2 separate regions of the Zea mays genome follow, and region 2 is linked to region 1. The links are chromatin contacts, called in public HiChIP or PLAC-seq maps. All regions are on one chromosome and are shown on one strand. The core of a region is the stretch at or near the end of the contact, and the rest is flanking DNA. Distances in the headings are between cores, read along the strand shown. Region 1 holds the start of LOC100285993 (oxidoreductase). Region 2 holds the start of LOC103629333 (Protein kinase superfamily protein with octicosapeptide/Phox/Bem1p domain).

Region 1 (7,950 bases), core at 3,235-5,734:
GTTGCATAAATTACATGTGAAATCACTTTGAGTATCCAAGTTTCAACATAATCAATACTTCACTTTATCATTTTCATATGGAGACTTAGGGTTATCTTCTTACAGAATGTTTATTACTCTTGGTAACTTATTTGCATTTTTTGGTTAAATTGTATTTTAATGATTTTCTATAAAAAAGAAATTAATAATACATAAATCGCCTCAGAAATTCATGAAATTTTATGGATGCACAACATATGTCCATATATAATACTAAAAATGTTTAGACCATAAAATCTTTAAGATGCTAACATTTATTCTATTTCACTTACACTTGTTACGTGAGTTATACGTGAAATCACTCTATGTAATATAAGTTTCAACATAATCAGTACTTTACTTTATCATTTTCACGTGGAGACTTATCTTCTTATAGAATGTTTATTAGTTTAGATAACCTATTTGCAATTTTTAGTCAACACTAGAATTGTTTTATGAATTTAATTGCATTTTGATGGGTTTTTTAAGGAATGGTGCCTTACACGTTATCTGACAAAAAATCCATTACCGACGCTATCCGTGTCTAACTAGTTCCGTATTTGATACACAACTATCCATATTTGCATTCGAAAATATCTGCATTTGTATTCGTACCTAAAGCTATCAGTATTTGAATTCGGATACAAACAAAAATATGAAAACAAATATAGTTTCGATGATGACATTCATATCCGATCCGATTACACGCCTAGTGATTTGTGGCTGTGAGCCTTTACAATTGTGTATATAAACAGATCAATAAAACACACCTAAGTAGCAGTCTATTTTGGCAGCACCAAATCTTGCCATGTTCTAATGCTCGTGTTGAGTTTTCATTAGCATTTGGGTAATCCAAAGATCATCTTCCTCGTCTGTGACAAGGCGGACCGACGAGTAAAAGCCTACATCATTTAGCTACATTTCAAAATGTTTCTTATATTTCAAAATCAATTAAATCATGAGAATATAACATCAAACATGGTAAATGCTAAATTGTTTCGAGCTTGAATCTCATCTAACTAGTTTAGTGAATGCCAGAATAATTTAATGATCTGAATACTCTACTCATGCAAAACTCAACCTTTGAGAGGTTTACTGAAGTGATGATTCAACTAACAGTACGAAATAGAGAAGAAATTAGAAAAAGAAACACAAAGGGTTATAAGAGTAATATGAAAGTGTAGGAACAAATGCCAACGGACCTCTGCTCCACTCAGCCAATTGTTTACTAGGACAGAGAGACTGGCACCTCAACCAAGCTTCAGAGGTGCCATTTGAGTTCAGCAAGGAAAACATATAGGCTAAGCACAATTCTTTAAACGCAAGCCCAGGCAACTGAAGCAGAACCTCAGCTTACTTGCAGAGTCGCGGTGTCATTTGTGTTTACATGGACGGACATGGAATGCATTGGGCAGATTTCAATATGCAGTAGTGACTGGCTCACTGCACCAGGATGACATCATGGGTTTTGCCAGCATCCTTGTCAGGATTTGGCTCATCTACAAAGGTTTTATTTCCTACAGATCAAACACAGCATGCGTGCTTGAAGTTTGGACGATGTTAGCAGTTCTCACTAAGGCTTAACTATATTCCAGCACGTGAACTCAGAAGGTATTATGTTTTCATTACAGGAAATCGCAGCTTTGGCAGTCAACTTTCCAACCAAACCATGATACAGAAGACCTCGTGCACCAAGTCCACCAACTAGCCAAAATGTGCAGTTGCTCTTATTGCCTAGTAAATCATCCAAACAACCCAAAAGTGGCAATGACCCATTTGTTGTAAGTGGAGGCATGGCTCGTATTCCAGCTCTTGCGCGTACAAAATCCCATTTACTAATTCTTGGATATACGCCAGAAGCTTTAGGGAGCAACTCTTCGATTGCAGTAAGAGATTCTTCATCGGAAACAGTTGAAGAATCGTTCTCAGAAATCCATTGCCAAGTTGATCCGATAGAAACAGTTCGGGGACCTTGGAATGCTAGCCATGCATCAGATAAGATTGAAGCACTTTGACTGTCATATTCTTCTCTGCAGAAAGTATACGCAATATCCATCAACCAGAATCGCCAAACAAACAGGTATACGCAATATCCATCAACCAGAATCGCCAAACAAACAGGTATACGCAATATCCATCAACCAGAATCGCCAAACAAACAGTGTAAATATTCATTATGCAGAAACTCCTTACACTGTAGTGGATGGCAACTGAAATTCAGCGATAACTCCTCTGCAGGTCCTAAGAGGCAACTTATTTGCAAGTTCAGGAAGTGAGCAAGCCTTGGCCCCAAGGCAGATGATCACCGAATCATAATTGCCTGCACATGTTTGAAGTGCCTTATGTGTAAAAAAAATCTTACTGCAGTGCAATTGCTTCAGAGAGCCATACAAACTGTCAAATATATGCAATCCATTAACATCTGTAGTTCTCTACCACACTTATTAAGAGTAAGCTGACACTTAAGCAGAGACCAAAAATACACTTAAAATGCTTAAGCAGATACCAATAATACAAATGTAGTTTTGGAAGCTAAAATGTGAAAGACAAAGACACAACAGAAAATACAAGTTACTAATTTTTTAATTAATACTAAAATTTACCTGCCAAAAGGTGTAGATTATCAACATGTTGCTTGTAAAGCTTGATTTCTTTCTGCTCACTTGGTAATGAGGAGGCTTCATCTGCCAGATTTTGGCATGCAGAGAACAGTGCCTGTACAGACCCAAGAAAGAAATAGATCTGCTTATCAAGGTACAGGCTACAGAGAATCGCAAAAACAAGTGGCAATGACACAATACAAGAAGAAATGCAAAACCTGCAGATATTTCTTAGGGTTGATGTTCAGTGCCAGTGGCATGTAAACTGCGAAGTCAAATGGAGTACACAGCCCAGGGATTAGACGCTGTGCAGCATCAGAATCAAGCAGTTGAAGGCTGCAACTCTCGAGGCATTTCTGAACATTCTATCTTGAATAGGTTGAAGCAATTAAAATGATGCACCAAGAAACACAAAAGAAGCACCTTAGCATATCTGCATAATCTCAATCCAGCAGTACCTCCAGCAATATGGCTGCAGCTTTCTCAGTTGTAGGCGGTCGTACAATCCCCCTGCTCAGTTAGAAGCTCTCCTTAGACCAATTCCAACCATTCCCCCCATATTTCTCCTCATATTTGTATTTTCTATTATATTTCACTACATTCCTAAAAAGATAAACCCCCCCCTACCTACAAGAAGTCTCCAACCATTCCTCCAATCTATAGCTCCCCTATACAATATAACTTAGTTATATAACATTTTATTATCAGTTTTCGAAGTTTAAAAAATCATAGAATATTTGTACTACCATAATATACATTATTATCAGGTTACAAAGCTTAAACAAAGTTAATATCGCAAAGAAATAACATAATTAATGTATAGGGGTGAATAATGCTCCCCCTACATATGGGGGAGTTTCCTCTCCCCCATATGGGGAGCGGCAGGGGAAAACTGTTGGAGCTCCTGAACCCCCAACGTACAGGTGGGGGCAGATTATGGTGCGCCGTTGGAAACAGCCTTATAAATATATAAAAGGCGAAGACAATAAGTGAAGGACTACAGAATACAGTAGCTGCAAAGATGCATGCATTGCCTTCTCCAGATAAGGTTATCATCTTGACTAGTTGTATTTGATACCGAGGTTCCATTTGCTTGCTCGGCGCTGCGAAGGAGATCCATGCTTTCTTTCCAGAACTCAGCACCCCTCCAGAGAAGCTTCACTGTAGTTAACAAAGAATTCAATCGCATAACAGATGCCAGGCCATTAGCTGAGTAGCCACATAGGTTGGGTACGAAACCAATGACTTTAGGAACAATTGGATCTATACCATTAAAAGATCCAAACTTTAGATATATACCATGGACCCCATATGTCATTGACTCATGTGGACCCACATGTAAGTGAGATAGTAATGGTATGGATCCAAAGTGATGATCTTTTAATGGTATGGATCCAAATTTCCCATGACTTTAAGATTGTTTGGTTGAGACGATGGAGGAAGACCTTTAGGCGAGTAGGGATGGAGAAGTCCACCCGAGACGCCCGACGCGCCTCCGCCGACCCCGTTCTCGTCGTAGATGTCCACTGACACGCGGGAATCCCTCGGGCTATGCTGACATTGAAATCGCGCCAGTGTCGATTCAGCCGATTTTTCTTGTCACAGTACACCGGGAGAGAAGGAAGAGGGGAAGTGGAGGGTGACCTTGAGGAGGTGCCACGCGACGGAGAGACCCGCAAAGCCGGCGCCGAGGACGGCGTAGCGCAAAGGGCGGCGGCCGTGCCCTCCTGCCGGCGAGGGCGAGGCCGCGGTGGCCGCGGCGGCGGATGCGACAGTTCGCCTGGAGTAGAGGGTGAGATTGGGGACAATATGGGAAGGAGCAAAAGAAGGCGGCGACAACATCGCGTCCAGGTCCAGCGCTCCGGGCTTGACGAGAAAGCTGCCGGCGGTGGTTGCTGCTGGTGCTGTTTTGGAGAGAAGTGCGGTGCGGGTGTGAGAGGATCGCTCGATATTTTCCCTGGGATGGCGGCTAGGATTTGGTGGGCCTAGCGTACTGTCAGCCCATAGGATTGCCTTCCTGGTCTGATTGGACTTTCTAGGGTATTGAATCAGTCCAGTCATCAAAAGTTCAATGTTGGGGCACTTTATTGGGCCTTTCAGGCCGTTTAACATACAATATTACGCACAGTAATATTAATCTGCTGTATACTTGGATGGCACTTGCTATAGAGCATTGCAGCGAGAGAAAATGCATATTCGTTTCATATCCTATATATTAAAAGCGGGAGCAAAGACCGCATCCCGTTCGTCCACATCACCTCTTGCTTTGCCAGCTACATAATCTTCATCTAACATGGAATGAGTTGGCCTTCGGTTAAAGCATTAGACCCTTCTAGACGAAGCTGTCTTCCCCAACCACGACGGGTGCTTGGCCACCCCTCGCCGCTGAATGCTCTTCCCCATCTCACCCCCACCCCACTCACCCACGTCGGCAGTCCCTCCTCCCCCGTCAAGATGTCGTGCCGCTCCATGCCAATTCTCCCATTGGCTACATCGCAGCTCGTGCCCTGTTGCCCTCGGCCAATGCAGCCACGGAGGCGGCCTTCTCAACGTTTGTCATGTGGATGCATTGGTGTGGTGAATGGTGGCCGGTCCAAGATGTCCTCAGTCCACGACCAACACAGTAGGTCGTCCACCGCGGCGATTCTCCCGCCGACCACGTCACCGCCACGCCAGCACCCTCGGCGGGGTGCAGCTATGGGTGTGGCATTCTCGAAGTTGACAATGGCGGATGCGCTGTTATGGTGAATGGTGCTTGCGACATTGGTAATGAAATAGAGATGGCTAGGTTCCCCTGGTTCGATGGTTGGATCAGTTGATTCAGAACGTTGCTTCTTCATGCCGTCATTCCTCGCCGCGCCGCTGTCCACCAACTCCTTCCACCACTTCGTGCTAAAGCAGGGGCGGGTCTGGGGAGCGAGCAATCGATCCCATTTCCTATGCAACTAATTGTGTCTGATTTTTTCCCTATAACTTGACTGAAGAAACAACTCTACTCATCATTCCCAAACCCATAGATATGTACTCAGTTTTATTGTTGATTTTTGTTAGCCCTTGCAGGTTATATTCTGAGCCCCATCTATTTTGTTTTCTCTTCAATTTATATTTGGGTACTCTCAACCTCCCTGCATGAGGCTTTATCGCATGACTCGGTCGTCCGGTCTTCGCCTCCTCGGGTCTAGCGCTCAACCTTCCTTCCCAAGGCATCAGCGCATGACTCGGTCTTCGCTTCCCCGGGTCGAGTTCATCCAATTTGGTTGCAGCCTGAGGGCATGCCTTGCTACGCAAGTCATCAGGAGGCCCATCAAGCGGCCCATGGAGAATTTTCGGCTCTTGCCCAAGGTCGGCCTTGGGTGGGTCGCAACTGCATCTCCCGCCGGAGGTTGGCCTCGAGCAAGTCACGACTCCTTCCCCCGGCCAGAGCTAGCTTTGGGCAAGTCAGAATAGTGTCTCCCGTTCGAGGTTGGCCTCGAGCGAGGTGGAACAACATCTCCCATTTGAGGTTGGCCTCTAGCGAGACAGAACACCATCTCCCACCCGAGGTTGGCCTTGGGCGAGACAGAACAACATCTCCCGTCCGAGGTTGGCCTCGGGCTAGATGGAACTGCGTCTCTATGGCAGAACCGCCTAGATTATTCTAACTTAAGTGCCCAAGTCTCGCCTTGGAGGCAACGACACAATTAAATCAGAATAAACTGTCAATTCCTCGAATCTAGTCTGATAAAGCCACTTACCAAGGATCGAATACCACTAGCTCACTCGAAGGTGAGGCACAGAGAAATACAATAAAGCATAATACCACAAATTAAGGAAGTATCAGTAGTGATTACATTATCGGAATTTAAGAAACAGTAACCATAGTTTTTAATACAACAGAAATTACTAACGGAGAAAACCGAGTAACATGGCGAAGCCTGGCCACGCTACTCCTCCTGGTCCTCTCCTGCGAAAGCAGTTACCCATTCGACCGTCTATCCCGGTGGCAGGGATGAAGGCCAAGTCACACCATCAACCAAATCATCCAAGGAAGTACCTATAAAAAATTATGCCACAAGCAAGGTTGAGTATACTAATACTCAGCTAGACTTACCCGGTGTGAGGAGTCTACTCCTCTACCTCTAGACCATGTAGCTATTGGGCTGAGGGGTTTGGTTTGCCAAAAGCACTAGCTGAGTCTAAAACAAGTTTTAGCTTTTCAGGTTTTAGAATAATACATTTAGACTGGATGAGCACCTAACTATCCATTCCTGGTAGCAAGCAATTTAGTCAACCAACATCTTTTTGCCAGTAACCTCATTTCCACTTATTACTCAATGTAGTGTAATGGATCAAGTAGTCTCATTAGCTGCGAGAAGCAGACGATTCGATTCGAGTTTTAACCTTGCTAGGTGAACCTAAACACACGACATGTAGGGGCAATCCATCCCCTCAAACATCTACCGTCCCCATCAATTCCCCGTCAACAGATCAGGGCTCACGGCCTTGGCATACAATGCTCCACTGACTGATGAAGACATCCACACTACTGATACATCTATGCCAATACAAGTACCAATTTCTGGTCCCATTACTCGCGCTCGTGCTCGTCAACTCAACCATCAGGTGATTACACTCTTGAGTTCATGTCCATCTTATTTAGACCATGGAGACCCGTGCACTCTTGTTTTGCTTAGGAACCAGGGAGAAGACCGAAAGGGAAAAGGATTTGAACATGCTGGATTCGGACTGCAGAAGAACACCAACTTGTGACGGTCACCACGGTCAGATGCGGGCTCGGATTGGAATGTTCAAGCACAACATGGAAAGCTTATCAAGTCTACTTTCATATGGATCCGGAATTATAGTCATATCTGTTCTGAGGCCGCCGTAATCATTGTTTTCTTACCGAGATATTTTCTGCCTTTTCTGCCCATGGTGCTGCGTCACCCTATTTTGGCCCAATGGGTCGTGTATCAAGTTAGGTCCATTAGGGACGCATCCTAGGGTTGCAGCACGACCCCAATACCCTTGTGGTCGTCCTCCCATGTTTATAGACCCCCTAGCCGCCACCAAGAACAGCGGGTTTTGTTTAGATCAAGTTTAGCTCTCGCTACTTGCTTGCAAGCGCGCGTGCTAGTTCAGCCGCCCGTCTTCTTGTCTTCGGAACCCCACCATATTGGAGTTTGACTTTGAAACCTACATTTAGATCTGGTAATTCAGTACTTGTTCTACTTGTTCTTGCTAGTTCTTCGATTGCTTGCAGGACGAGTGCCCTAGTGGCCAGGGTGTCACGCTCCACAAGATCGTGACAGCCATAGGAGGTGGTGTATCGGTTGCTAAGGCGCAGCGTCTT
Region 2 (7,950 bases), core at 3,545-6,044, 660 kb after region 1:
CCTCGTCATGTCAAGTAGAGTTCTATTCTTCCTCTCCACTACACCATTTTGTTGTGGTGTGTAGGAAGAAGAGAACTCATGCTTGATGCCCTCCTCCTCAAGGAAGCCTTCTATTTGTGAGTTCTTGAACTCCGTCCCGTTGTCGCTTCTAATCTTTTTGATCCTTAAGCCAAACTCATTTTGAGCCCGTCTCAAGAATCCCTTTAAGGTCTCTTGGGTTTGAGATTTATCCTGCAAAAAGAATACCCAAGTGAAGCGAGAATAATCATCCACAGTTACAAGACAATACTTACTCCCGCTGATGCTTATATAAGCAATCGGGCCGAATAGATCCATGTGGAGTAGCTCAAGCGGCCTGTCGGTCGTCATGATGTTCTTGTGTGGATGATGGATACCAACTTGCTTCCCTGCTTGACATGCGCTACAAACCCTATCTTTCTCAAAATGAACATTTGTTAGTCCCAAAATGTGCTCTCCCTTTAGAAGCTTATGAAGATTCTTCATCCCAACATGGGCTAGTCGGCGATGCCAGAGCCAACCCATGTTAATCTTAGCAATTAAGCAAGTGTCGAGTTCAGCTCTATTAAAATCAACTAAGTATAGCTGACCCTCTAACACTCCCTTAAATGTTACTGAATCATCACTTCTTCTAAAGACAGTAACACCTAAATCTGTAAAAAGACAGTTGTAGCCCATTTTGCATAATTGAGAAACAGAAAGCAAATTGTAATATAAAGAATCTACAAGAAAAACATTGGAAATGAAATGGTCAGGTCATATAGCAATTTTACCAAGTCCTTTGACCAAACCTTGATTTCCATCCCCGAATGTGATAGCTCTTTGGGGATCATTGTTTTTCTCGTAGAAGGAGAACATCCTTTTCTCCCGAGTCATGTGGTTTGTGCACCCGCTGTCAATTATCCAACTTGAGCCCCCGGATGCATAAACCTACAAAACAAGTTTAGGCCTTGTTCTTAGGTACCCAAACGGTCTTGGGTCCTTTCACATTAGAAACAAGCACCTTAGGTACCCAAACACAAGTCTTTGATCCCTTGTGTTTGGCCCCAACATATTTGGCAACTACTTTGCCTGATTTGTTAGTTAAAACATAAGATGCATCAAAAGTCTTAAATGAAATATTAGGTTCATTTGATGCAATAGGAGTTTTCTTCTTAGGCAATTTAGCACGAGTGGATTGCCTAGAACTAGATGCCTCACTCTTATACATAAAAGCATGATGAGAGCCAGAGTGAGACTTCCTAGAATGAATTCTCATAATTTTGTGCTCGGGATAACCGGCGGTGTATAAAATGTAACCCTCGTTATCTTGAGCCATGGGAGCCTTGCTCTTGACAAAGTTAGACAATCTTTTAGGGGCATTGAGTTTGACATTGCCTCCCTGTTGGAAGCCAATGCCATCCTTAATGCCAGGGCGTCTCCCACTATAAAGCATACTACGAGCAAATTTAAATTTTTCATTGTCTAACTCATGCTCGGCGATTTTAGCATCTAATTGTGCTATATGATCATTTTGTTGTTTAATCATAGCAATGTGATCATGGATAGCATCAACATTAACATCTCTACATCTAGTGCAAATAGATACATGCTCAATGGTAGAAGTAGAGGGTTTGCAAACATTTAACTCATCAATCTTAGCATGTAACATGACATTTTCATTTCTAAGATTGGAAACAATATCATTGCAAACATTTAAATTCTTAGCCTTTGCAATTAATTTGTCATTCTCAGTTTTAAGGCTAGAAATTGATTCATTTAGTTTGTCAATCTTAGCAAGTAAATTAGTATTATCATTTTTAAGGTTGACAAGAGAATCATCACTAACATTTCATTTTTAACCTTAGCAATCAATTTATCATTTTCAAATCTAAGGTTGGAAATAGTGTCATGGCAAGTGCTTAGCTCACTAGTTAACTTTTCACATTTTTCTATCTCCCGAGCATAAACATTTTTAACTTTAACATGCTTCTTATTTTCTTTAATAAGGAAGTCTTCTTGGCTATCCAAGAGTTCATCCTTCTCATGAATGGCACTAATCAATTCATTTAATTTTTCCTTTTGTTTTATGTTTAAGTTGGCAAAAAGGGTGAGCAAGTTATCTTCATCATCACTAGAATTTTCCTCATCACTAGAAGTTGCATACTTAGTGGAGGATCTAGATTTTACCTTTTTCTTCTTGCCGTCCTTTGCCATGAGGCACTTGTGGCCGACGTTGGGAAAGAGGAGTCCTTTGTTGACGGTGATGTTTGCGGCATCCTCGTCGGAGGAGGAGTCAGTGGAGCTCTCGTCGGAGTCCCACTCCCGGCAAACATGGGTATCACCGCCCTTCTTCTTGTAGTACCTCTTTTTCTCCTTCTTCTTCTTCCCTCTCTTGTCGTCGCCCCTGTCACTGTCACTAGAGATAGGACATTTTGCTATAAAGTTGACCAGGCTTACCATATTTGTAGCAAACCTTCTTGGAGCGGGGTTTGTAATCCTTCCCTCTCCTTTGCTTGAGGATTTGGCAGAAGCTCTTGATGATGAGCGCCATCTCCTCATTGTCGAGCTTGGAGGCATCGATGGGGAATCTACTTGATGTAGACTCTTCTTTCTTCTCCTCCGTCGCCTTGAATGCAACGGGTTATATCTCGGGTGTGGAGGAGGCGCCTTGCTCGATGATTTTCTTGGAGCCTTTGATCATCAATTCAAAGCTCACAAATTTTCCTATAACCTCCTCGGGAGACATTAGCTTGTATCTAGGATCACCACGAATTAATTGAACTTGTGTAGGATTAAGAAAAACGAGTGCTCTTAGAATAACCTTGACCATTTCATGGTCATCCCATTTTGTGCTCCCGAGGTTGCGCACTTGGTTCACCAAGGTCTTGAGCCGATTGTACATTGCTTGTGGCTCCTCCCCTTGATGAAGCATGAAGCGACCGAGCTCCCCTCGATTGTTTCCCTCTTGGTGATCTTGGTCACCTCGTCTCCCTCGTGCGCGGTCTTGAGCACGTCCCAAATCTCCTTTGCACTCTTCAACCCTTGCACCTTATTATACTCCTCTCGACTTAGAGAGGCGAGGAGTATAGTAGTGGATTGGGAGTTGAAGTGTTGGATTTGTTTGACCTCCTCTGAATCATAATCCTTGTCCCCCTTCTTTGGTACCTGCGCTCCATACTCAACAATATCTCATATGCTTTTGTGGAGTGAGGTTAGGTGATGCCTCATTTTATCACTCCACATAGAATAATCTTCACCTTCAAACATAGGTGGTTTACCTAATGGGACGAAAAGTAATGGAGTGCGTTTTGAAATACGAGGATAGCGAAGGGACATCTTACTATACTTCTTGCGTTCATGGCGCTTAAAAGTGACGGATGTCGATTTCGAGCCGGAGGTGGAGGGTGACAAAGAGTCGGTCTCGTAGTAGACCATCTTCTTCATCTTCTTCTTCTTGTCACCATTCCGTTGGGACTTGATGGAGGAAGAGGATTCCTCCTTGTGCTTGTGGGCGGACTCCCTTGAATGTGTTCTCCCCGAGCTTGCGGACTTGTTGCCGGTCCCGATCACCCTCATGGCGGATGCTCCCGACATTACTTCGAGTGGTTAGGCTCTAATGAAGTACCGGGCTCTGATACCAATTGAAAGTCGCCTAGAGGGGTGGGGGTGAATAGGCAAATCTGAAATTTATAAACTTAAGCACACACTACAAGCCGGGGTTAGCGTTAGAAATAGAAACGAGTCCAAAAGAGAGGGCAAAAACAAATCACAAGCGAATAAGAGCGGATGACACGGTGATTTGTTTTACCGAGGTTCGGTTCTTGCAAACCTACTCCCCATTGAGGTGGTCACAAAGACCGAGTCTCTTTCAACCCTTTCCCTCTCTCAAACGGTCACTTACACCGAGTGAGCTTCTCTTCTCAATCACACGGGACACTAAGTCCCCACAAGGACCACCACACAATTGGTGTCTCTTGCCTTGATTACAATTGAGTTGGAAACAAGAAAGAAGGAAGAAGAAAAGCAATCCAACCGCCCAATGTGCTCCCAATCTTCCACCTTTTTTTGTTCTTGCGCTGGTTTTTGTTTCTCGCCTCTGCTAGTACCCATTTTCACACGTGAGACCTGGTGAGGCAGCTGTCGTCCTCTTCTCGCAATGGACCAACGACCCCACAACCAGATAGAGACATGGGCAATGTGACATGACCAACGGCCCCACAACGTGACATGACATGGACAACATGACCTGGTGACGCTGTCGCTGTTTTTGTTTCCATATTTTTGGTCGAACAGAGTGGCACAAAAAACATCGTGACATGGACGATCAACACACAAATATTGTGGGTCACAATAACAAATTGATTAGGTTTTTGATAGTATTAGGAGCCATTGGAGCATTGACACTTTTTTTAGAAATTTAAGTAATAGATCCCAATACTTGTGTATTTGGACACATATTTTTGGGAATTTGTTAGAGATACTCTTACCCACAACAATATAATATTAGAAAATGTTTACAGCAGTATCACGTAAGCGAATCATAAAACTAATTAGGTTTAAAAAACTTGTCTTACTGTTTATAACTGTTTATAAGTAATTAGTTTTTAATTAATCTATATTTAGTATTTCTAACCAGTATTCAAACATATTAGTTTTCGAAATCCAAACGGGCCCTTAGCCCTGTATCAGACACACCCATGGTAAATCGTAGGTCCAGATTTTTTTTAGTTGTGAATCTGTCCTAACGACTGGGCCTGCGTCCCGGCAGCTAAGCACCGTTAATCTAGCCAGCGCAGCCGATCAGTGGGTAACGCCGTAACGGCCAAAAGAAGCGCGCCTGTCAGACACGAAACTGTGCAACGTGGAGATCGCAGGAGGGCCCGGGAGAATTTATCCGCAGCATCGCCCGTTCTCCAGACCCCACTGCCGATTCCGCGATTCGTTTCGGTGCCTCCGCGGTGGAGGTGGAGCGGAGCCAGCCTCTTGCCGTGCCGCGCGCGGCCGTGGCCGACCGAGCGAGAGAGTGGCAAGGCAAGCGGGGATTTGCGGGAAGGAAGGAAAACCCCGCGCGAGACTCACGTCGCGCCTCCGGCCTCCCCCCTCCCCCCTCCCCCAGCGCGCCTTTCGGATTCTGTTGCGCCCTCGCCAGGGGCCTCGGCGAACAAGCGGTGCGCGCGAGCGGCGGGAACCCTAGGCGGCGGTGATGGCGAGCAGGGGAGCCGTGGCGCCGGCGGTGGACCCTAGCAGCCCGAGCTCGAGGGCGTGGGGCGGGGAGGACGAGACGCCTGGGGCGGGGAAGGTGAAGCTGATGTGCAGCTACGGGGGCCGGATTGCGCCGAGGCCCGGGGACGGGGCGCTGCGGTACGTGGGCGGCCAGACGCGGCTCATCTCCGTACCGCGCGCCGCCTCCTTCGGGGAGCTCCTGCGGAAGGTGGAGGCGGTGGACGAGGCCTCCGCCTCCTCTGGCGGGGTGCTACTCAGGTACCAGCTCCCTGGGGAGGACCTCGATTCGCTGATCTCCGTCTCAGGCCCGGAGGACTACGACAACATGATGGAGGAGTACGAGAAGCTGGCCGCTGCCGCGCCCGACGGCTCCGCCAAGCTGCGGGTCTTCCTCTTCCCGGCCTCCGGGAGCGATGCGGCCGGCTCTGGCTCCGGGTCCCACCTCGTCGCCGCGGTGGACGAGTCTGGGCAGCGGTACATCGACACCATCAACTGCGTCTCCGCGGAGGCTATGGCCGTGGCCATGCGTCCGAAGGACAGTGTCGCCAGTGCCGGTTCCTCCGCACACAACTCCGAGGCATCCGAGTACAGCGGCCTAGTGGAAGGTATGTCACCGCGGGCGGTGCCGCCGCCTGCGTCCGCTGCAACTGAGTATTCATATTCAGGTGGGGCCCATTACCTTAGTGCTTTCCCGGAGTCGGTTGGGTTCACTGCAGTCTCGTTGTCATCTCCGGCGATGGGCATCCCGGCTCAAAATCCCATCTTTGTTGTGACAGAGCCATCAACGTTACCGCCTCATCAGGTTGCTCCTGCTTATGCAACACCGCATCAGCCGCCTCAAGTAACCACTTATGTGCAGCAGCAGCCTCAAGTCACCCATTATGTACAACACCAGCATCCTCAGTCTGCTGCTTATGTGCAGCAGGTGCCGCAGTCGTACATAGAGCCACAGCAGGTACAATACATCAACACCCAACAATTTGGTGGGCATGGGGTGCCGCAATCTGTCAATTACGTGCCTGTGCATATGAACCAATTCATGCCCAGCATTCCTGTGACGGGTTCTTTGGCCACCACTGCTGCTCAAGGCAGTACGTTCAGGCCTGCTTCCGCAGGTGCAGAACCAGTTCTGGAGACCACACAGTTCACAAGGCCAGTGCAAGCTCAGGTTGATCATAGTTACCGGGTGGTGCAAACTCCGCTATCACAGCTTCCTCCTTTGTCTTCTGTGCATCAGCAGGCAAATGATGCGCAGAGGCAGAGGTTTGGTGTTCAACAAGCGATGATAAGTGCAGTAAGCATGCCAGTGGTGACCAGTTCAGGCACAATTCCTGTGGTGGTTAGCTCGGCCACTGTTCCATCATTGAGATATGATGATTGCACAATGTGCCAAAAAGCATTGCCACATGCTCATTCAGATAATATTATCCGGGAGCAGGGAAATTCTCGTGCAACAGGCAACCTTGAGGCAGCTCCAATGTTTTATAGCCCCCATCAAGACAGTGGATCCAACAAATCTAGTCTAGGTGCAAGTTCAGGAACTCCTACAAACTATGTGGCGGAACCAAGAGCTGGGAACACAGCAGTGATGACACAATTTAATTCGACTCTTCCTGCCAGAAAACCTGCAGTTCAGGCAACTGCATCTCCGGATACAGGTGTGCCGGTTCAACCCACCGTGATTCCTTTACCAGTGTCCAGTGCACCTGCTCCAGATGGAGTATTTGTCGGTCATTCTCCTCAGGCTGGGGCTGAAGATCCTGTCAGGTACCAGCAGCAACTATTCTCTTATAGCATGCAGCCAGCACAAGTTCTAGTGAATGGCCCACAAGGCATTGATGCCAGTGCATACAAGGATTCAAATCATCCAGCAGCGGAACCGCTGAGAGAATATGCACACAATCTTCTTCATGACTATGCCAGAGCTATCGATGTTCATACGCAAGCAGTTCATTTGGGTCCTATTGCACCACCAGAATCTACTGTGCATGGGAAGCCTTCTACTTATGGTATCATTGATCATGCCAAAGTTGGAAAGCTACCTTTAAATATTGATGGTAGTTCTATCTACAAATCTCAAGCTGGAGGGTATCATATAGGGATTACAAATGCCTTTGCTGCTCCTGCATTCAACCAAGAGGAAAACATTTCCAGGCACAGTGAGAAGCCACGTTATGCTTTTGATATTGGTACACAAAATGTCCATCCTGACATAATCCAGCAACCACCCAATCTGGCTGTCCAGAGCAACCTTATAGCTCCCATTGAACCACCTGGTTCTAATGAAAAGGTTACTGTGCTACCATCTAACTCTGGTGCTCAGGTTCCTTCTGGATCACCTGTACAGCGTCCTAAAGAAATGGCCAATCACTTGGTTTCAATTCCCCCCAATGGCAGTAACAAATTTCCATTGCAGTCTACTGTTGGTATTGATCGTGTTGAAGGTACACAGGAACCGGCTTATGCAGATTCACTTTTCTCAAATCAGGATCCTTGGAAAGCAGTGGGCAATGCATCTTTAGTGCCTCCAAGACCAAACAAGCTAACTAAGGAGTCTGTTGTTTCTGGAGGTCAATATATTGATGGCCATATGCCTGATATGAACATGCATGCTGCCATACCCTCAGAAGAAGACTCATGTTTTAAGGATATGCACACAGTTAAATTGAACAAAGGTTGGTACACTATCATGCTATACTGTTTAGGCAGTACTACTACGATATTATT

The links. HiChIP or PLAC-seq counts read pairs in DNA pulled down with a chosen protein or histone mark.
Region 2: a contact with region 1 is called in an H3K4me3 HiChIP or PLAC-seq map of leaf, with 8 times the contacts expected there. The contact joins the promoter of LOC103629333 here to the promoter of LOC100285993 in region 1. A contact is called at or near these places in 1 of 25 Hi-C or Micro-C datasets (tassel) and 1 of 3 datasets of contacts at active chromatin or transcription factors (leaf).

Annotation. Positions count from the first base shown.
Region 1 is chr6:58,822,803-58,830,752 of Zm-B73-REFERENCE-NAM-5.0, forward strand. LOC100285993 (oxidoreductase) reads right to left here and starts at 4,485. Exons shown (of 8, transcript NM_001158881.1): 1 at 4,263-4,485; 2 at 4,064-4,172; 3 at 3,653-3,779; 4 at 3,077-3,128; 5 at 2,837-2,983; 6 at 2,622-2,733; 7 at 2,212-2,338; 8 at 1,180-2,048. The coding sequence starts at 4,460. The coding sequence ends at 1,592.
Region 2 is chr6:59,478,052-59,486,001 of Zm-B73-REFERENCE-NAM-5.0, forward strand. LOC103629333 (Protein kinase superfamily protein with octicosapeptide/Phox/Bem1p domain) reads left to right here and starts at 4,795. Exons shown (of 9, transcript XM_008650484.4): 1 at 4,795-7,898. The coding sequence starts at 5,204.